3 separate regions of the Anser cygnoides genome follow, and regions 2 and 3 are each linked to region 1. The links are chromatin contacts, called in public Hi-C maps. All regions are on one chromosome and are shown on one strand. Each heading gives the region's core, a stretch centred on a gene start, on an enhancer-like site or on the middle of the called end of the contact. The rest is flanking DNA. Distances are from core to core; before and after follow the strand shown. Region 1 has its middle 74 kb from the start of BPNT2. Region 2 holds the start of CYP7A1 (cytochrome P450 family 7 subfamily A member 1). Region 3 has its middle 17 kb from the start of CYP7A1.

Region 1 (2,911 bases), core at 111-2,610:
AGAAAATGTGAAGTAGGGAAAGACTGAATCAGAGAGAAAGCCAAAGCTCTATTTATGAAATCAAGCCTAAATTATGGTATAATGATGTGCCTTCCACAACGAAGGAACAGCACACACAAGGAAACTGGCTTTAAATAACCTTGATGCTCCGTTAGTGACTTCCTCTCCTGAGTCACCTCATCTTGAGATACCAGGTAACCTGAGATATTAAACATACACTTGTGTATTGTAGTTTATAGCTATCGATATACTCCTTTTAAGATTTATCATTGTTTGATCTGTGTTTAAAGTCTATGTTAACAAGTGGAAGTAAAACAGAAGAATAAGGCCACGTGGATCAAGGAAAACTTCACAGAGCACAACACAATGTCCTGGAGAGGAGATGGCTTGTTTCACTTTAATTTTAGAAAATCAAAGACGTAGTGGTGACTGAAAAGATGAAGCATGAAAAGATGAAGATGAACAGTGAAACAGAAAGTAGGAAATTGAGTCTAAGGCAGCATTTTGGACAATACTTAGCTTGAAGCACATGCTTAAATTTCACAAAAGTAACTGACGTGAAAAGATATTTAAATAAATGTTTATATGGTGTTCTGAACCTGAGTAGATCCAAGCTGATAAACAAGATCCGTATTATCAGGATTTATCAGAAAATACTGGGGGTTGAATTAAAAGTAATTTTAGTTCACTTTCATATTGTGATCAGGAACGGATTGCCGGCAAGTCTAGTTTCTAACTGCACAAGCCCCTTCTCATGGTTGTGTTGCATGCAGTTAGTGAAGTAGTGAGGACACTTGCCAGGTGTGAAGGCACATTCCTGCAAGAATGAAGAGAGGTGGCAGAAGTCGCTCAGCAGAAGTGACAAACCCGCAGTGAATCTGTAGCAATGGTAGCAGATCAAGAAACCAAAGTCAGGAATGAAATCAGATAAAGCACCCCATGGAAAACTAATAGCCCAATGTAGACTTACTCATGGTTCAGTCAAAGCTGAACAAACAGCACTTCCCCAGTAGATAATGTAAACTGGCTATGACCTCAGAGGGAACACAGCGCTATCATGCGCCTTCCCTTGAACTTTACAAATGAGTTTCCAGTTTCCTGACTGTACATACCATTTACAACCCCAACAATGTTGTCCCTCTTACCCTACTTATTTTTCTGTTAATGTGGAAGTTGTCTGTCTCCTGTTTCACTTTTTTGTTCACTCATACCCTTCTTGCAACATAATTTGGCAATGATTTATTGTGCGTTCCTTTTCCAAACAGGTGTCTGTTTTCTGGCTCTCCATGCAAACTCAGTTCCAGAGAGCAGATGGTAATAGTTAGCTGCCTTCTGCACCTGCATGGATGAGAGCAGATCTGAAGAACCTCTCCTGCATGTTGAGTAGCTCAGAGCAATATTTAGATGACCTTGTGGTTAACACATAAGTAGCCAACTGCATCCAGCCTGGCACTGACACTGTGGTGATCACTTATGGAGCAGAATTCAAGGTAGAAAATGTTTTGGGGAAACTAAGATAAGGCAGGATGATCCATGGCATCACCTTCTAAAAAGGTATCTCAGGAACAGTACCAGCATAAATGGACAATACCTGCCCAGGTCTCCTCTGCCAAGTTTCAGGAATTCTTACAGCAATCACATGAATAAACTCATTTGGTGTATTTGCTGTCAGAATTCAGCTAAGGGTTTGGGGACTTCTTAATTAAACACATTAAAGCAGTTAGAGCTAGTTTTCTAAACATGCATCAGGTTCCATTGGTTATTGGATTAACCTAATCTGTAACACCTGAGAGAAGGAAGGTGGGGGAGGGAGGGATTTGAAGCCTGAGTTTTTTGAAGGTGATAAACAGCCCGAGGACCAGTGATCGAGAAAGAGAGGGATTGAGAGAAAAAAAGAGAGAAAAGAGAGATGAGGACTAAAAAGGGAATTAAGGAACTTCTTGCAAAACAGGAAAATCCAAGCAGCATAAAGTCACTGAAAGAAAGGAGAAATCAGTGAAGAGTAAGAAAAATTTGGAAATCACCATTAAAAAAACAGTAGTTCAGGGAAAGATGTATATTTGAGAAAGGTTTAATTATTCACTACCTGTTTCTAGTCATGCTCTGAGATTCAGACTTGAGGCTCTGACTCTCAAACAGATCAATAGCAGCTCTGGGCAGGTCAGGCATTCACCTCCAGGGCAGAAGAGTCAAGCTTGCAGGTTTGGGTAAGTCCTATATCTAAAACAAATCAACACAGAAAAACTTGAACCTTCAAGGCAGACACCTTTTCTCTATTGAAGGTCTTTTCTTCTTTATCCTTTCCTTTCAGCCTCAGCTCACAGGCCATTGCTTGCTCCAGTGTGCTGAACATAAGGTCTATGACCCCTTTCAGGTGGTTAACTTCTTGGGGGTATTTCTGCTCCTGGGCATTTTTCACCACATTGTACAACTTACTGGGGGGCAGAATCACCTTTGAGTACCTGACTGGGTTCTAAGGGTCAATGACTAGAAGGTCCAGGTACTTTTCCTGGAAGAACACTAAGACTACAGCATCATTAGCACGTCAGTGTCTCTGCGCAACATGAAGGACAGCTCTTGTCTGGGACATACTTTTTAGGTAAAAAGAGGAACCTAACAGAGAACTTAGTGAGTGGATGAAAATAAATGATTATTCAGTTTTTTAAAATACTGCAAAATACTAATAGTGATGCACTGGTAAAAGTATACTCAGCTCCATTAATGAAGGGTCAAACTTTATATCTCAAAGAGCAGTTCCATAAAAGCAGACTTTTTCTCCTGTCTCTTACACTTTAGAAATTCACTGTGAAAATAATCACTCTTCAGACATTTGAGACTCATATTATTCAGTGGGAGAATATAAATCACTTTAAGAGTTCTGTTAGCAGAAAGGAATTATATCTCTTTAGAG
Region 2 (2,911 bases), core at 107-2,606, 390 kb before region 1:
ACGTCAGAGCGAAAGTGTCTGGTTAGATGGAGAATTAGAAACATCTTAGCAATGTATGGACAGGGTATCACAGAATCACAGAACAGCTGAGGCTGGAAGGGACCTCTGGAGGCCATCTGCTCAAGCGGGGACACCCAGAGCAGGCTGCCCAGGACCATGCCCAGGCAGCTTCTGAAGATCTCCAAGGAGAAGACTCCACAACCTCTCTGGGCAACCTGTGCTTAGTCACAGCACAGCACAGAAGTGGTGCCTGATGTTCAGAGGGAGCCTCCTGCGTGCCAGTTTGTGCCCATGGCCTCTTGTCCTGGCACTGGGCACCACTGAACAGAGCCTGGCTCCGTCCTCTTTGCACCCTCCCTTCAGGTGTTTACAGATATTGGTGAGATCCCCCCTGAGCCTCCTTCAATCTGAGCAGTCCTGGCTCTCTCAGCCTCTCCTCATAGGAGAGGTGATGGAATATCTTGATCTACGGCAGAACTCAATGTGAATGATCAGAGAAAATGAGTATATAGGGATATATTTAGGAAGAAAGGAGTCAATCAGAAAGAAAACAGAAAAAGAAAAAAAAAGGGGGTGGGGTGGGGTGGAGGATTTGTCCTCTGGGTGCTGAAAATTCAATACATTTTTCAGAGCTTCTGGGAAATAGGACCAGAGACCATATTCCTAGGCTATAAAATTAGCTGAATTGGTGCTGTGCTGTACAGCATGAGTCAAAGATAGAAAACAGAAGTATTAAATGGAAAAGTAAAGGGTGAATTGGAGATCCAAGAAGGGCATTGAGGGGAAAAAAAATACAGTATGATCATACAAATCTGTTTTCTCTTGCTCTGCATTATAGAAAACCCATGTTTCCCTTTCTGCTAGAGAAACTTTGTTAGAGGGAGCAAGTCCATCCTTTTACCCACAGCCAAACCTCTCCCTGTCCCTCTTGCAGCAGCACACCAGAGCCAGGTCAGTCCACACAAAGGAGAAGAGAAGGGATGGACAGGCTGGCAGCCAAAGGACAACACGATCTGCAGCCACCATTTAGCCCAGTCTGAATCCACTGGACACCTGTCAGCAGCCATTTGATTTATTGCTAAACTTGAACTATAGACTGTAATTGGTAAATCTGCAGGATAGATCAAAACACACCTGAGAGACCTTCAAATTATCAACTATTACAGCTGTTTGATTACTTTGGAACCACTACTGATACCCGATATCAGCTCAAGGCCATGTCTGCAACTGTCTGCATCAATCCAGTGAAGTGGTCTGCAGAAAGATGTCAGAACAGAGACAAAGTGGGCTATGTCCAGAAAAGGTTAATCAATAGCTTGCAAGGTTGACTGAGTGCCATTAAATACAGTCGTGCACCTACTGTATATAAGATGTGACCTGTCGTCTGTATCATTCTCAGTCACCATTTCTGCCATACTGGTAGTTACCAGGTTGTCCACCTGGAAGATTTTGTGTACAGCCAGAAATGTTCATATCATCATGGATCTGGGGAATAGTAATAATACTCTGTTGCACTTTTTGGTTTCTTCTAGGGAGGAGGAGGAGGTAAGGAATCTGTTTGTAAATGTATCTCAGTATACCAAGTATTTACTTCTGACAAACATGCTGTGTATGTGCCTAAAATTAGTATAACCTTAAGTTTATCAGGTGGATAAATGCAGGTAGATAAATGCAGGATAACATGGGCAACAAGGTACTTTGGTCTTTTGAGAGGTTTATGTTACAACAGAACTTGTCCATACAGGCTTTTAATAACAGTGAGTTAATGCCTAGGCATGTGTTGATACTAATCTATGCACAAATGAGGAAATTAAAATATTAATATACATGTTCTGATTTCCTAAAGTACTGGGCTATAGCTTTACCTGCATTCTAATTGCAGCTAATACCTACTTCTATCTAATTATAGCTTAATACCAACTTACAAAAATTTTCATATTATCCATCTATCTTAACTAGTTATTCAGAAAAAGTTATTTGCTTTTCTGTTGTAATTTTATAGTTTTCATCAGTCCTTTTCTTGTTTTATTATAAAAAGTTTAATAAAAAGGTGAAAATATTTAAGTTCATATAATAATAACCACCAGCAACATAGTAGAAGAACCAAATTATTATCTGAAAGTTATTTTAGCAGCCACAGTGACTGTATGCAGGGGAGTAGTTTTCTGACTGTCGGAATAAAAAATATAATTTAAGCATATGCTTCATTTTAAGCATATGCTTAACATAAAGCATGTTCTTAATGACGCTTTGCTCGAAAGACTAAATCTTATGCTTACTGAAGATCATGGCCAAATTCCCACTGTGTTCAGCAGGACCTGGTCCAAATGGGATATGCCAATAATAACAACCTTTCTACACTCAAAAGGCTATTCTCTTTGGTGTTCAAATTGATTTGTGAATACCATTGCCAAAAATGTTTCAGACAATGTTAGTGGGAAAGATTATTTATTTATGGGGCAATTAAGTATCTGTGCATGTTAGCTAGTGGCAACAATGCTGCATGTAAGTAGATAAAAAATAAACTCATGATCTAGGGAAAAGAAATGTGACAAAGTCAAACTGTGTTTTGTTATGCTTATCATAATACAGACTGTTAAAGTTATTCTTTTTTGTATACGATAGAAATCACAATAGGATTACTCTTTAAAGGCAAAGAAATTACTTATCAACAGCAGCAGAAATCAACTATTGCAAAAAGCTTCGCATCATTGTTTTACTTACCTTTACTTACCTTTGCTTACTCTCCTGGAGGAGAGATCTTGATACGTACTTCTAAACACAGCTTTTGTTTGTGTTTTGCAGGCAAAAAGGAGAGCCACCACTTGAAAACGGGTTCCTTCCATACCTGGGCTGTGCCTTGCAGTTCGGTGCCAACCCCCTTGAATTCCTCAGAGAAAAGCAAAAGAAG
Region 3 (2,911 bases), core at 203-2,702, 370 kb before region 1:
ATCTCATTGCTATTTTATTTCCTAGCTAGAAGAACTTAAACCAAGGAATAATGTTCTTATAAGGGCTAAAAGATGATGTTAAAAATGATAAGGGAAGCCATTAACAATGCAACCAACAGTCAATTAGATGGGTTCTGCTAACTATGACTCATAATACCAGTACACTGTCAAGTGACTTTTCCTGAAATTTGATAATATGATAAAAATTAGCAATTCTGTAGAATCTGAAGAAATCATAGTCAGATGATCTGAGTGCTGGATACAAAAATACTGGATACAGTGGATATTTGCCAGGGGAGGTTTAGGTTTAGGTTGGATATTAGGAAAAACTTCTTTACTGAAAGGGTTGTTAGGCATTAGAATGGGCTGCCCAGGGAAGTGGTTGAGTCACCATCCCTGGAGGTCTTTAAAAGACGTTTAGATTTAGACCTTAGTGATATGGTTTAGTGGAGGACTTGTTAGTGTTAGGTCAGAGGTTGGACTAGGTGATCTTGGAGGTCTCTTCCAACCTAAATGATTCTGTGATTCTGTGATATGCTATGCCACAGAGCTATCTGCAGGTGCCTGATGTTAGGTTTGTACCACCAGAAGGTAGATGCCAGGTTGCAATTCAGAGTACCCAAGCTGACTGCTGAGGCTCCCAGTGCAGGCAGAGCAGAGTCTAGGGCTGAAGGGCAAGCCCGGTCTCACCCCAGGAGTAGTTTCTAAAGTTAAATGGTGGCACAAGTTACATGCTTATTCCTTGGCCTACACACTCAGAATGTTTTTACCGTTGTTTTATTATTGCCACACAGATCAGGACTTTGTAGTAAGAGTTATACAAACAGAGAATAAAACCACTATTCCCAAGGAGGTCACAGTCTAAGGAAAAGAGAAGATGAAAAGCATCCGTCTAGTGGAGGGCAAGGAAACAATGAGGTAGGGTTTGTCTGCATGCCAGCTAGTGGTCTGAATAGACCAGCAGGTTGGCTAATGTTAAGTTCATCACCAACACCGAAAGCATCTTGATCAGGTCAGGTCTAGAACACAAGATAGCAGATGACAGATAGGTGAGGAGGAAGCTATGAAGCTACTCGAAAGTGAAAAAAGAGCAGTTTATCCTTGGTGCTACATAGAGTGCAGAAGGAGGCAGCAAAAGTGGAGGGATCACAGTATAAAAGACCTTTGCAGCAAAAATATGAATTGATTGTAGTAGGACAGGAGAGCACTAGAAAATTGCAGCAGTGACAAAAGAGCTAGAAAGGAGCACCTGGGTGAATGTTTTGTCCAGAGGATGGGTAGGAAAGGCTGTATCTTAACAGCAATTATGCAGAAGCCCAGAGACAGCATTTTAAGAAGAGGAGCACCGCTGACTGTGGCAGAGACTGGCAATGGGTGACCAAGGTTGAGGGTGAGGTATTGGTTTTGAGATTTGACCTGGCTAAAGACATTAGGAGGAAGTGTCACTTGGATGAAGCAAGTGTAAATTCAATTGATGGGAAGCTCGAGCAGCACTTAGGCAGTACTCCAGACTGAGATTTTAAATGGTTTGTTCTGCAAGATTGGAAGCAAGAGAGCAAGGAATGTGGCATGATCGTGACTGAAGTAAGCTTGTATTAGGAAATGAAACAGAAAGGGAGAACAAAAGGTTAAGGGGAGGAATGAGAGACAGGGGGACTATCAGGAGGTACAACAAGAGGAGAGCCCAGTAAGAGCACCACTTTAGTGGAAACCATGAACCTAGATTTCCAGATGAGATCTCAGACAGAGCCTGTTCCAAGCAGTTACTGCTGTAAATAAAATACTGCAGACCGAATTCACATGCATGTACTTAAGCAAATATTTGTGACCACTCTGATCAAAGTTATTAGGTGATAATGTTCAGCCTTGGAAACTGGCCTTGAACAGCATTTATTAAGGTGTTCCACTACTACAGATATCACTAAAGATCAGCACACCAAACTGCACTGTCAACCAGCCTTGAACCTTTGTGCAGAGGACTACCAGTAAAAATGTCCAGAAAATAATATATATGGAGCCTGCCAAATAAAACACATGCCAGCTATCAGCAGCACTGTGTAACCATCATTACAATCTATTGTATTGTTAAAAATATGCTGGACAACAAGAAGTAACTGAGGGAATACTGAATTTTCATTGCTTGCTATACTTATCCATGGCTATAATTATTATATTTTTCAGGCAGGTGTTTTTAATAAGTCAACAACCTTTACTTCAAGTTTGTAACTACAGTGTAATATAGATTTGGCAATGAATATATGGTGAACATACAAGAAGGGAATGAAAAAACTGAGTGTCACATATACAGAGAGAGATTGAAATTTATGACATAGTCTGAAAAACAAAACATCAAATTGTGCAGCCCAAGACTACAGGAAAATAAAATTTAAAAAAGTGTGAAGTGCTATTTTCAGAATGACCAAGAGCCAGAGTGACAGTCAGGTATCCAAAGCCATTTCAAATGCCCTGTGGTATCCCATCTCCAGGCTCACTTCATAAAGGTATGTGGATCCCGTTAAGTCAATTGTCATATCTGTCAACTTCATGGTGTCTTAGAGACCTCAAGACTTCAGGGGCCTGTGGGTTGGCAGCCTAATGAAGCCCTAAACCTCCACTGACTGTAATGGTAGTTGGACACATTGCCCACAGGTAAATGCATGGAGGCAGATACCTACATTTAAGTGTCCTAATCTTTGAACTGAATCCCATTCTCAAAGTTTTGAGGACTGTTAAAGAAACATGGGCTTTGGATTAGGTTTTGGTCATTGACTTTTAAAACAAAGATAGATTTCTACATGAGCAATAGTTATTGATTGTAAACCTGGAGACTTCTCCTCTGAATTACCCTCTGAAAGGGAATCCTGTAGATATAGTATTCTTGGTTTAGGCATCAGATCAGGTAATTTGTGAA

The links. Hi-C and Micro-C count contacts between places; a contact is called where the count stands out from the background.
Region 2: a contact with region 1 is called in a Hi-C map of liver, with 2.2 times the contacts expected there. The contact joins the promoter of CYP7A1 here to the enhancer-like site in region 1. A contact is called at or near these places in 2 of 7 Hi-C or Micro-C datasets (both in liver).
Region 3: a Hi-C map of liver shows a contact between it and region 1, with 2.5 times the contacts expected there. The contact joins two enhancer-like sites. A contact is called at or near these places in 2 of 7 Hi-C or Micro-C datasets (both in liver).

What each region holds. Positions count from the first base shown.
Region 1 is chr2:123,487,315-123,490,225 of Taihu_goose_T2T_genome, reverse strand. No RefSeq gene overlaps it. Among named protein-coding and RNA genes, the nearest start is that of BPNT2, 74 kb to the right of the region's middle. Within about 2 kb of position 1,360, at least 2 of the 3 cell types and tissues checked have open chromatin away from gene starts, as enhancers often do. A contact at or near this core is called in liver, where this site is marked.
Region 2 is chr2:123,878,499-123,881,409 of Taihu_goose_T2T_genome, reverse strand. CYP7A1 (cytochrome P450 family 7 subfamily A member 1) reads left to right here and starts at 1,356. Exons shown (of 6, transcript XM_013185866.3): 1 at 1,356-1,545; 2 at 2,806-2,911. The coding sequence starts at 1,466.
Region 3 is chr2:123,861,807-123,864,717 of Taihu_goose_T2T_genome, reverse strand. No RefSeq gene overlaps it. Among named protein-coding and RNA genes, the nearest start is that of CYP7A1, 17 kb to the left of the region's middle. Within about 2 kb of position 1,452, at least 1 of the 3 cell types and tissues checked has open chromatin away from gene starts, as enhancers often do. A contact at or near this core is called in liver, where this site is marked.